Regions from separate parts of the Rattus norvegicus genome. Here region 2 is linked to region 1. A link is a contact called in public Hi-C data. All regions are on one chromosome and are shown on one strand. The core of a region is the stretch at or near the end of the contact, and the rest is flanking DNA. Distances in the headings are between cores, read along the strand shown.

Evidence for each region. A called contact is a pair of places that touch in the nucleus more often than the background predicts.
Region 2: a Hi-C map of psoas muscle shows a contact between it and region 1, with 2.3 times the contacts expected there. The contact joins the promoter of Cavin4 here to the promoter of Msantd3 in region 1. A contact is called at or near these places in 3 of 12 Hi-C or Micro-C datasets (Schwann cells, mammary epithelial cells and psoas muscle).

The regions. Positions count from the first base shown.
Region 1 is chr5:67,658,880-67,664,685 of GRCr8, reverse strand. It overlaps Msantd3 (Myb/SANT DNA binding domain containing 3), which reads right to left and starts at 3,135. Exons shown (of 3, transcript NM_001108664.1): 1 at 3,042-3,135.
Region 2 is chr5:67,789,898-67,795,703 of GRCr8, reverse strand. It overlaps Cavin4 (caveolae associated protein 4), which reads right to left and starts at 3,272. Exons shown (of 2, transcript NM_001107931.3): 1 at 2,796-3,272. The coding sequence starts at 3,203. Tmeff1 (transmembrane protein with EGF-like and two follistatin-like domains 1) reads right to left here. Exons shown (of 10, transcript NM_023020.2): 10 at 3,684-4,820. The coding sequence ends at 4,736.

The DNA.
Region 1 (5,806 bases), core at 1,886-4,385:
TTTGCAACCAGCTTAACTGAATGTGAAGCTCTAAGTCCATCCACAGAATGCTCATCTACAGAGCGGATGGACCCTCCAGCCTAGGATTCTCCCAGTTGGGAACTCCTGCCTGCTGACTCTGTCACCTTCCACAGTTAGTTTCACTGCTGTGAACTCCCAATTTGATCGCGTTCTTTCTCTGTCTGCTGCTGTTTGTTCTTTTATCCAAGGAGAGATCCATGCCACCTGGGACTCGTGATTGGAAAGTCCAGCTGACCACCCAATGGGGCGTCCTTGGTGGGTGGATTTCAGCTGCGTATTTGTAAGCCCTAGATTTGATGTAGTCTCCCGGTTGTTCTGCAGTTGGTCTGCCTTCAGTGGTCTCTGCCTGATGCCCATCACTGGAATCGATGCTCTGCAACCCAACTACAGCTTTTCTCCATCTGCTGCTCACTATTTATTCCCTCACTTCCGCTAGCCATCTACTTACTAATCCACTCGCTGTACTACCCTAGAACACTCTCCAGACTCTACGGGACAAGTAGTTCACCAGTTCTGTGCACACCGCAACGGCATTTTAGTTTAGTTTATTATTTTTAAGAGAGAGAATGTCACAGCTGAGACCTGGTAGCATGAATAAGAACATTCAGAATCTCTGCTATAGTCTCAAACTCACCCCACTGAAGCACGCCGCCCTCTCTAGGAAGGGAGGTGACCCACTCTTCTGCAAGCACGTTGTCCACCATAAACATAAACCAGTGGCACTTACCACATGTTTTGTCACGTGCCCTTTGTGACCATCTCCCTCCGTGGGATGGGAAACTCCTAAGGAAAGAGATCATTTCTGACTCATCTCTGCATGGAGCATGACTCAGCGGACGACTGGCACTCTGGAGACTTTTTTTTTTTTTTTTTTTGAATGAAGCGCTGTTTGAGTTCCCTGCCAACTACTTGGGGGGGAGGGTCACATTCTCTCTCACGCTCACAATCCCAAAGGTGAGTGATAGCTGAGAAATAGATGAGGCCCCAGCTGTCCCTCTCCCCCAGAGCACCCGCTCTGTCCACTGTGCATTAGTTGCTACTCTTATCATTGCTGTGTACCCCAAAGTCCTCTTCTGAGTCCGAGTTTAAAACAAAACCCCTCTATCCAAGAAGTCTGTCATGGGAAAGGCGACAACAGGGAAGACACTAGGAGAGGCCAGGGTGCCTCTCTGAGAAGAGCCCACCATGCTTCCAGCAGACCGAGGACCTCTCTTCCCTGCTACTGCAGCCCGGATTGTTCTTGTCTTCCTCATTTTTTCACTCAGACTGTGAAGACTTTCTCAGTTCTCCCCATCCCAAACTGAAACTCAAAAGTTCCTTCAAGCCCACTGTGTCCCACATCGGTTAGGTCCCCGGTCTGCTAAGCATGTTATAGCAACCTTAGGGGTTTTGTTTGCATGCTTCACCTCCTGAGGCAGACGACCACGATCGACTGCATCCCAAGACGTGTAATGCTCTGCCAGGCCTAACAACACTGCCTGCATGACATCTGAACGCTCTCACCCAGCTGCAGGAGTGAAGAAAGACAACTTCTGATCTTTCTTCGGGAGCTCTCCAGCCACCTCAGAATGGACCTCAGATGCAGTTGTGGGGAGAGTAAGCAGATGACCCCATCTTTCTCCAGGTTTTGAAATACTTTTTCTCCATCCCTTTTCTTCCTCTCTGGTTTCAAACTCTCATAGCTGTCCTCAATCCTAAACTCGGGAACTATTTTATTAACTTTCAACAATTTCCTAAGTACACACTCGTGGTCTGGTCCGACATGCTAAAATCCCCCACACGACTCTGGCCCTATGATTCCAGCTCTAGTTTTAAATGTGTGGAAATATGTGTCTTTACCCTGGAGCCATTCTCCTAAGTACCGCAAAACATTTTGTGCTTAGCATAGCAATAAAACATCCATTCTCAATAATCAGAACTGGAGACTAAATTCTTGTTTCTTTCTCCAACATAAAACCCCTTCCTGCAATTTACAGACTGCCAGAGCTATCAATGCCAGTGCGATTATTTAATAATTCAAGCCAACTGTTTAGGACCAAGAGCCTGGGACACGAAGTGCTTAATTTTAGCTATCAGCAGACACACATTATCTCTTACAATAGTACTTGGGGGTAGGTATTACATCACACCCTACTCCCCCATAATAGAAACATCAAGCCGGCAGCCTCGGAGTAAAGGAGCTTCCCCAAGGTCAGTCGGGCAGGGATGTGATGCACTATTTTCTCCTAAGATCCTCGGAAGGAAGGACCCAGCCCTTTATACCTCTGGATCGGACTGGAGGAGGCAGGGGGTCTCAATGGAGACAAGTACTGAAAAGCGGCGAGCGCAGTTCCCTGCACACAGTAGGGATATGAGGACCGCGGCTCCGCCGGGTCTGCCGGATTTTCCCCCCAAGAGCTTCCCGGCCCCCGGGCTCCGAGCCTTGTCCCGGGAGCTCCAGCGCGACTGCGAGGCCCGCGCGCCGGCGCTTTGTACGCGGCAGGCCGGCCGGGCTCCCGGGGCACCGCGGCGCGCGCAGGCGGCCGTCGGCCTGCGGGGAGGAGGGCGCGGCGGCTCGGCCCGGGAGCCCGCCAGCCCCCCGCGCTCCCGCTCCGCCCGCTTTCCCGGCCGCCCGCGGCCCTCCCGGCCTCAGCTTCCTACCTGCAGCGGCGGCGCGGCGGCCGCGAGTCCCGGGGAGGGGAGCGGAGGCGCGGGCGCGGCGGCCTGGGCTGCTCTGGCGGGCTGGGCGGCCGGCAGGGCCGCGGGCTCCAGGCGCCGGGCGGCCGCGCGCCCCCGGCCGGCCAGGCCCCGCCGCGCGCTCCGCGGCCACAAAGCCCCGCGCCGCCGCCCCCTCGCGGGCCGCTGCCGCCTGCCGCTCGGTGGGCGCCGCGGAGGGCGGGAGCGCGGCCTCGCGCAGTCCCCACCTCCCCGAGCCGCGGTCCAGCCGCGCTGCCCACCTTGGCCCGGAAGCTGCGAAAGGGGGCCCGTCTCCGCCAACAACAAAAGAACGCATTTTCCCACACCCGGGATGTGGCAGTCACCCGCACGAGTTAGCGCGAGCCCTTTTCTTCGGGGACTCCACGAGGCTGGGGACGGCACCCCCTCCTACTCTGAGTTCAGCGCCAACTTTTGTGGTTCTAATCGGCGGGATGTGTCTCCTGAGAGGGTGTGTGCGCTCCCCCTCCCCAAAGGACCCGGGCTGTGTACACCGACCTCAGGATACGACTCAGACCCTGTGTGCCTACTCAGTGGGACCCAAGGCGCGCTGCGACGAAGGCACGGAGGCTTAAACAACTGGGGACAGGGGTCCTTCTTCCCACAAGGCCTTTACCCCTCCCCCAAGGATGAAGCCTGAGTGTTTCTTTTGCCATAGATCCGTTAAGAAGATTCCAAGCCCAGAGATGGGCAAAGAGAAGGTTCTCAAACTTTTTCTTTCTAAGCGAGATGAAACTCAACAAAGCATAAAGACAGCCATTTAAAAGTAAACAAGCCAGTAGCACTTATTACACTTAGAATAGTTAGCAGTAACCACTTCACCTCCTTATTCTTAACAGTTCCATCAGAAGGACCCCCCACTCCACATCCCCCGCACCAATTACGTAGTCACTCCTTTGCCTAGTCCCTAAAAATCATTAATCTTTTTCCTGTTTCTATAGATTTACCTTTTTGTATATTTCATATAAATGGAGTCATGAGTCTTTTTGGAGCACGGGGCAGGGGACACGATGTGAGCAGTGGTGCTCACTAAGCTGCCCAGGCTGGCCTTGAACTTGCTCTGGGATCCCAGGAAGCCTTTGAACCTACAAACTTCCTGCCTTAGCCTCCCTAGCTAGTAGCTGAGAACATGGGCTGACTTCACCTGGCCTGGTCACTCTGGCCAGGTCAAAGATTACAGACAAGTTTCATCCAGATTGTAGCATGCGTCTTACTCCATTGCTTTTCATGGCTGCATAGGATGACCATGGTATGTGTATTCTACAATTTGCTTATCTGTTCTCAGATCAGTTAGTGGAGTCTAGATTATTTCCACCTTTTGGCTAATGTGAGCTGGTTCTCTGAACACCCCTAGACATGCATTTGTCTAAAGAACCTGTTTCCAATTCTTCGGGACACATACTTAAGAGTAGAATTTCTGGATCATATATGGTAATGTGGTCATATGTGTAACTTTTTGTTGTTGTTGCTTTTGAGACAGGGTCTCCTCTAGCCCAGGCTAGCCTCTAGCCCAGGCTAGCCTCAAACTTGCTATGAGGCCGAGGATAACCTTGAACATCACATCCCCCTGCCTCTGTCTCTGGAATGCAGGAACTACAGGCATGAGCCACACATGCAGTCGCCCGCAATCTTTAAACAGGTAATCGTCCAGGTTTTGGACTGTGAAAACAAACAAACAAACAAACAAACAAAAAACAGAGAAACACCTAACATTTCAGGGTATGATGGCAGAAACACCTATAAAATGTCCTAGACTAAGGATTGTAACTGCTTTCTTGTTCCTGTGTTAACAATAACTTGTCTAGTGTCCCAGGAGCTTTGAAACTGCTCAGAGTCAGGAAACTGACTGGTGGGTGGGGAGGGTGGGACTGGCAAACAAACTTTATGACACACCATTTGCACTTAGGCCTTCCGCTTCATGTTGGGTTAGAAGTCCTTAAAGATATTAACCTTGGGCTGGAGAGATGGGTCAGTGGTTAAGAGCACTGACTGCTCTTCCAGAGGTCCTGAGTTCAAATCCCAGCAACCACATGGTGGCTCAGAACCATCTGTAATGAGATCTGATGCCCTCTTCTGGTGTGTCTGAAGACAGCTACAGTGTACTTATACATAATAAATAAATCCTTTAGAAAAAAGATATTAATCTTAAATGAGGACGCAATCAAAGGAAAGCTATTGGGCTGAAATTAGAAGATCAATTTAGATTGGGAGTTTGATTGATAGTAAAGTGTGGGGAAATCGGGAGATGCACCAAGAGGACCTATAGACTACTTATTTCTGCATGACGTATTTTATCTTCCTTGAGTCTGTGCTCTCCTGGTTTGAGGGGGAGCTAATGATGCCAATCTGATAGGGTAGGTCAAACCTCAGTGAATGGTCAGTGCTTTTGGTTTAAAAGTGCTGAAGGTTGGCACAAGCCACATGAAGACGTCTGACCAGGCGTTTCTCCTCAAATCAAGACTAGCTTCAAAACTAATGTGGTTTGGGTAACAACTCAGACCCCTGACACAATTCCTGCACCTTATCTGACTCTGTCTAGGTAAACTACACTTCCCCTGGTCAAGGTTTTAGCATGGCTGTTGAAGTGCTAACATCTGTAGAGTGGAGAAACACCTACTTAATAAGGCTACAAGAGAATTGGATGAAACGGTGAATGTGGAGGGCTTAGCGCTGCGCTAGTAAATAGAAAATACTATCGGATATATCGATAGCAAAGCTATTACAATTTCTCCAAGGAAAGTTTAACAGAAGAGCAAGATTAACACAGAATTAAATAAACAAAGCTCTCTGGGGGAAAGTGTATTGGTAAGACCCGCCCTGCTCAGGACATCGAGGTCCACTCCCACAGTGGGTATGAGTGCTGCAGTGGACTCTGCAGTCAGCTGAGAATAGCTTTAAGGGTGATCTTGATTGCTCTGGCCCAGGCTTACCACGCAGCCTCGACCTAGCAGCTGGTTTCTACAAATGTTTTCTGAAGGAAAGAGTAAGAATTGAGCAGTGCACTCTTTGCAAATTGATGTTTCCTTTCTCTCTCTGCCTGTTACTGTTTTGAGGGGACAAAGGCCCTGGAACCTAACTGAGAATGGATATT
Region 2 (5,806 bases), core at 2,023-4,522, 130 kb before region 1:
ATCACATTTCTGTATCAAAGTCCAGACAAAATTTGCCTTTTACTGTTTTTTTGTGACACGGTCTCCCATAGTTCAAGCATGCTTCAAACTCTCAGTATATCTGAATTGCCAATCCTCTTGCCGAGGTTTGCACCACCACACCTGGTTCAAAGTATCACTTTTACAATAGAAGGAATGCTACAGATAGAGTAAAGTGGACGTGAATCGGTGTAAAAGGAACACAGAGAGGGACATTTTGGATACACAGAAGTCTAGAACTTATCATTAGAGGAGCTTAGACATATACAACTGTAGGAGATGAGATACCAATAAGCAGTATCAACAGAAGAGGTGCCTGGGAAAACGTAAGGAGAACCTCACATGGAAATGAAGAACAGACTAGCTCAGTTTTGAGTAATTTTATTAGGGACGGTCTTCGAATAACTATGAGAATTAATTAAGGTTAATCTTAACTGCTAAAAATAACCACGTAAATATCGTACCTATCTATATACGTTCTAACCTATAACAAGTACACGAATTTGAGCCTTAGGTCCACAATACGAGACTTCATATTTTCCCTGTAGGCTTATAAAAGATGGTAATTTTTTTTGACAAGCTGCTGGCCTAATTTAAACATCTTAGTTTTGCAGAACCTTCCAGATAGTCTATCCTAAAAGAAAAGAGGATTATCATTAACTAGTACCTCTCAGCTTCTCTACAGAACTTCAGGATCCAAAGACAGGAGGGAAACACCAGTAAGTTACGGAGGATAGAGACAAACAGAAAATCAACTTTTTCTTTTTTTTTTTTCTTTTTTTTTTTTCGGAACTGGGGACTGAACCCAGGGCCTTGCGGTTGCTAGGCAAGCGCTCTACCACTGAGCTAAATCCCCAACCCCGAAAACCAACTTTTAAGTAGGGGGCAGGGCGGGAATTACATCAATAGACACGGCCAGGTGGAATTTCTGTTTCCCTGCTGTAGCTTCTGTGCGTCCTGAAGGAACCCTGGTCCACTGCCTTGCATACAGGTTCCCCAAAAACATGGGACCCCAAGTGTACTTCCTGACATTATGCATGCAAATGGAGGGTGGGCACCCAGGCCGTGGCTGACGCCCCAGAAGGTGAATGGATTTATCCTTCCGTCCCATGTCCAGCTCACCACTGTCTGCACCAATAGTGGAAGGGACACCTGAAGTCAGGAGACATTGTTAATAAGCGTAGAGAAAGGCCTCTAGGAGCCTAGAAGAAAAGAGTGATGGGAAAGGAATTCTGAAGACATCAGTCTACTCTTGTATCTTTGAAATTCCCTATTTTTTTTCCCTAAATAACCTGTGAACTCCTAAAAACAGATCCAAAAATACCACTCGCCCATTGCAGCGTAACTTGACCACTCAGAGAGTCTGGGGCACTGCCGAATGCACTAAGAACATGAAGGTTAAGGTCCAATATTTCAATCAAGCATGTCCATATTCCATGTTGTGTCTACTCTTCTAGGGCTCTGTGCACACAGACTTCCACTTTTAAAAGTACATAGCTGTGCGTATGCATGGATGAACATTCCCACACATTCCTGACTTCACGCTCACAACCAATCCTCTGACATCAAATTCGGGGGCCGATAGGTTTAGGAATGTTTAATGTTTACAGTACACACTATCAAAAATGTCTTCCAAACTGTTATGCCAACCGCTTCTCCCGAGAGCAGACCAGGACAGGCGGGTCTGCCCCAACCTTCACACTCTGGATGTACAGTTCTGAGACGGGCAGTGTTTAAATAGGTGAGCAAAGAACTCTGCCCTCATCTGCTTCGTCTCTTCCTGTCATCGCTCGTTCTTAATGTGGCTAAGGAGTCCAACTTGTCCTTTTTAATTCAAGAGCTTAAAAAATATACATGCATTTGCCGTGGGTTTTTAAAAAAAAAAGTTATTGAACAGTTATAGGAACTTAGCAAACAATAAAAATAAAAAGGTTTTTCAATTGAGCAAGGAATTATCTATGGGACTTCGATACCTGCATTATTTTAAGAATAATATTAAAACATAAAACTTAAGGGGGGACTTGTGGCTCATGTCTATAATCCTAGCATGTGAGAGGCTAAGCCCGGATTATTACATAGTGAGATCAGCATGAACTACAGGATGGACTGTCTTACAAAAACAGTCAACATTTTAAAAACAAACAATGACTCGATTATTCATGTGGAAACAGGTAACTTTTCTTATTGTGAATAATACAAAAAAATTCCAATGGACAAACTATATTCAGAGTTTTTGATTTACCAGTTGGGTTCTTAGAATAAAACCATGGCTGCCGGGGTGCTGGTTCCTAACTTGTTTTCTTTTAGGGGGATGCTGTCAATCAAACACAGGTCTCAGCCACATGGGCAAATGTTCTACCCCTGGACTGCATCTCCTTTGACCGCCCTCCCACCCAGTTTCTTCTTTTATGTAGCAAAGGTAGTTTTTAAACTTGAGACTGCTTAGGACCTGTTTGGTTCCAACGTTCTAAAGTCTACTGGGTCACTGGGCTTAATAGAACTCAAATGCCGAAAGAACCTGACGGGATTGAGTTTCAAAGGCAAGAAATAGCCTGAGCCACAAGCCTGGGTCCACATTCCATGACCATTAAGAAGCCTGCCCCATGGGTGACAGCAGCAGTGGTTAGAAATGGCTCTCTCTCCCGAGGTGACTACTTGGTGAGCTCAGTACATTCCCATATACTGTGGCTGGGAGGTGACACTGGAAACCCCTGTGACCCGATGGCAAAGGATGACGGGGATTATGGTCATCGAGCTGGCCCCAAGTGCAAGCTTACCTGGAAGATTACCACGCGGAACTTGTTCTTCTTCATTATTTCTTCTTGCTTGGTTTCGACTTTGGTTACTCGAACCTGTTGCTTCTCTACCCGGGCCTTCACATCTTTAATGTGAGCGCTGACTTTCCGGGTCTTCTCAAACAGCTTGTTAACAACGTAGCCCGTGTTGCTGTGTGATTGTGAGAGCTTCAGCAGGTCTATCTGGACAGACTTGATGGCGTTCCCCATCTCTCTGTGTCTCTCCTCGATTCTCTTCTGGCTTGCCTGCACGCTGTCCACGACGGTGGCCACCCTGTCCAGCACAGTCACAATTGTGAGAGCTGCGTCCTGGTCTTCATCTTCAGTCACACTTGACAATCGGTTCTGGTGGATTTTACCAGCATTTGAAGCAGATCCATTGTGTTCCATTTTACTTTTTTTTCTCAGCAGAAGATGTCCTACAGCGATCGGCTCCTACACTCGGAGCCAAAAGTCGGCTTGGTAGCCGGCAACGAAGCTGCTTTAAAGGGCTGAAAACCGCACGCTGGAGAGTGGTCAAGTATTTATAACTACAAGTGCCCATACGTGACTGCCCTGCAACATGAGCCCTTGCAAAGCACCGGGGCTGGTTCCAAACATGCTTGCCGACTGACTAAGGACCTCAAATAGGTCTGTGTGGGTGGAAGGGGAGAGCTGTCTGAAGGAGTTCACTGAAGCCACTATGTTGCTCATACTAAGCCTACAAGCCATGTAGCTCCAAACACTGAATAAAGCTTTTCTCTTCAGATCATTTGTAAGAGGAAAGAGAATTCTGAGCTGCAATCTTCCTGTCCTGTAATCTCGCCTATTATGAGCCCTCGCAGGCCAACATCAAAGAACACAAGAAATGAGCACACAAAGAAGACCGTATAGTGAAAACATTATATTATAACATGCTTTTCCAAATCAAATTATTAAAATTAATATTTAAGTTTAAACATAGTCTTTAAATTCTACATGCATAATTTTGACTGGCTAAACTACACATTAAACACCTCGATAACATTCTACTCACAGCTCAGACTTTTAAACACCAACAATCTATTAATAGAGCTACTGCAGGACAGATTCGAATTAGAGGTCTTAGGTCATTTTTTAAGCTCGCTTTCAGAGCACCGATCATCAACAATTATTTCTGCGTTGTATTCACAAACACTGATACAATTTGTACATTTATATGAAAACAGATACAATGTTTAAAAATGAACGCGCATTAAAGTAGTTTAACTGATACTGTAGGTTTTCTCCCGATCTGCTCATTAAAACACCCTATCTTGACAATATCTAAGTCTATTTTCAACGATCTGTTCCATTGTTAATTCCCAGGTACCTTTTAAAATTATTAGGATTACTTCTCCAAAGAGAGAAATGGTCAGTTCCAGTTCGTTCAGCTTATAAATATGTTACATCTAACACACACACAGCTTTGCAGCTCATGCAATAGGGGAAGTATCTAAAAAAAACCAGGTACTAAATCTCAAAAAACATTTGAATATCTATTTAAACACAGTGTCCTCTAGATTTTTTTTCTTTTTTGTAAGAAAAGTAATCTGTAAACATCTTTACTTTTAGTTCATGCTTTGTCATTTGCTGTGGTCATTGGGGAAGAAAGTATGACTTTATAACGACTATGAAGTGGGTCCATCCGTCTCTGCAAAAATATTACATTCCATGGATAAAGAGCAAGTCTTAGTATTACCATGTGTTACAAATCCGTGGAGCCAATTTCCATATTTAAAAACATAAGACGGAGACTACTAAACAGTCAAAAACTGTTGTAGCTGAATATTCTAAATACGAGCCAACAGTACTACACTAAAAATGTCCAAAAATAAGGCCTCTGAAATAAATATTTCCATTCTTTAAAAAAAGACATAATAAATGTACATCACGTGGTCAGTGTGCATATAAAAGTCAGCAGCTCAAACCATCCTGGATGAAGTCTCTGAAGTAAAGTGACCTAGGTTTTGCTTCTGCCGTCGTCCTCTGTTGTTCTTGGGGCATTTTCTGTTGCATGGAAACACAGAAATTAAGAAACGAAATCACTTAAGGATGTTTATACGAAGTCAAAGTACCACACAGTTCACACACTGCACCCCGTGAGAGAAAGAAGAAAGAGACGCTTAGTTCAGGACTAATAATGAGGAGGACAGGCACAGTGACTGGCTGTTCTCTGCTGTGTGGCTGGAGTTGGGAGAGCTCACACACTGCTGATACACACTCTGAGAGGGACATCTGCCTCTCTGGCCCGGTAACTCCTCAGTGCCTGTGACTGATCTCAGTGTCGGTAGAAAAGATGCTGATCTGAGTACTTTTCCTGAGCATCATTCACTGAGCCAAAACGACGAGAAAAGCTTCGCTGGTGGAGACCGAGTAGCACCGCATCGGTGATCTCAGACAGGATGCACCAGAGTCCTCTAAGTCAAGGAAACAAGTCAAGCAGGGCTGGAGGACACATGGCTGCAGCACGCCACAGAGCCACCCAGGAAACTGGGACCCTACAGGTGAGGGCCTCCTGGTGTCTGCTCTTATATTTCAGTAAAGGTGGCCCTAATGTAGATTAAATCTCAGGACAGTGTAACTATTCCTGTCTCTACCCACCAGACTGCATGGTCAGCTCTTGCAAGGGAATGTGCAAACGCAGAGTTGAATTCCGGTCACTTTGAGTTTGGATCCTACTGTTAGTAATAACCACCTAGTATTAGTAGTAGCCATCTGTGCAAATGCTCCTTCCTGGAAACAGTGCCATTACAAAACCAATTTCCACTCTAATGTTTTCATTCAGTTTCAAAGAGGGCTGCTCTGCCTTAACGTAAAAGCCTTAATGATAATGTTTCTGGTGGTTACAGTGGATTTTCTCTCACTAATCCTTATTTAAAAAAATCGTCTGGTGTAGACAGGGCTGGGATCACATCCATTTCATCACGAGGGAGCTGGCTGACAGACCAAGCAACTGGCTTCAAACTGCCACTAACCCACCATGACCGAGAGGA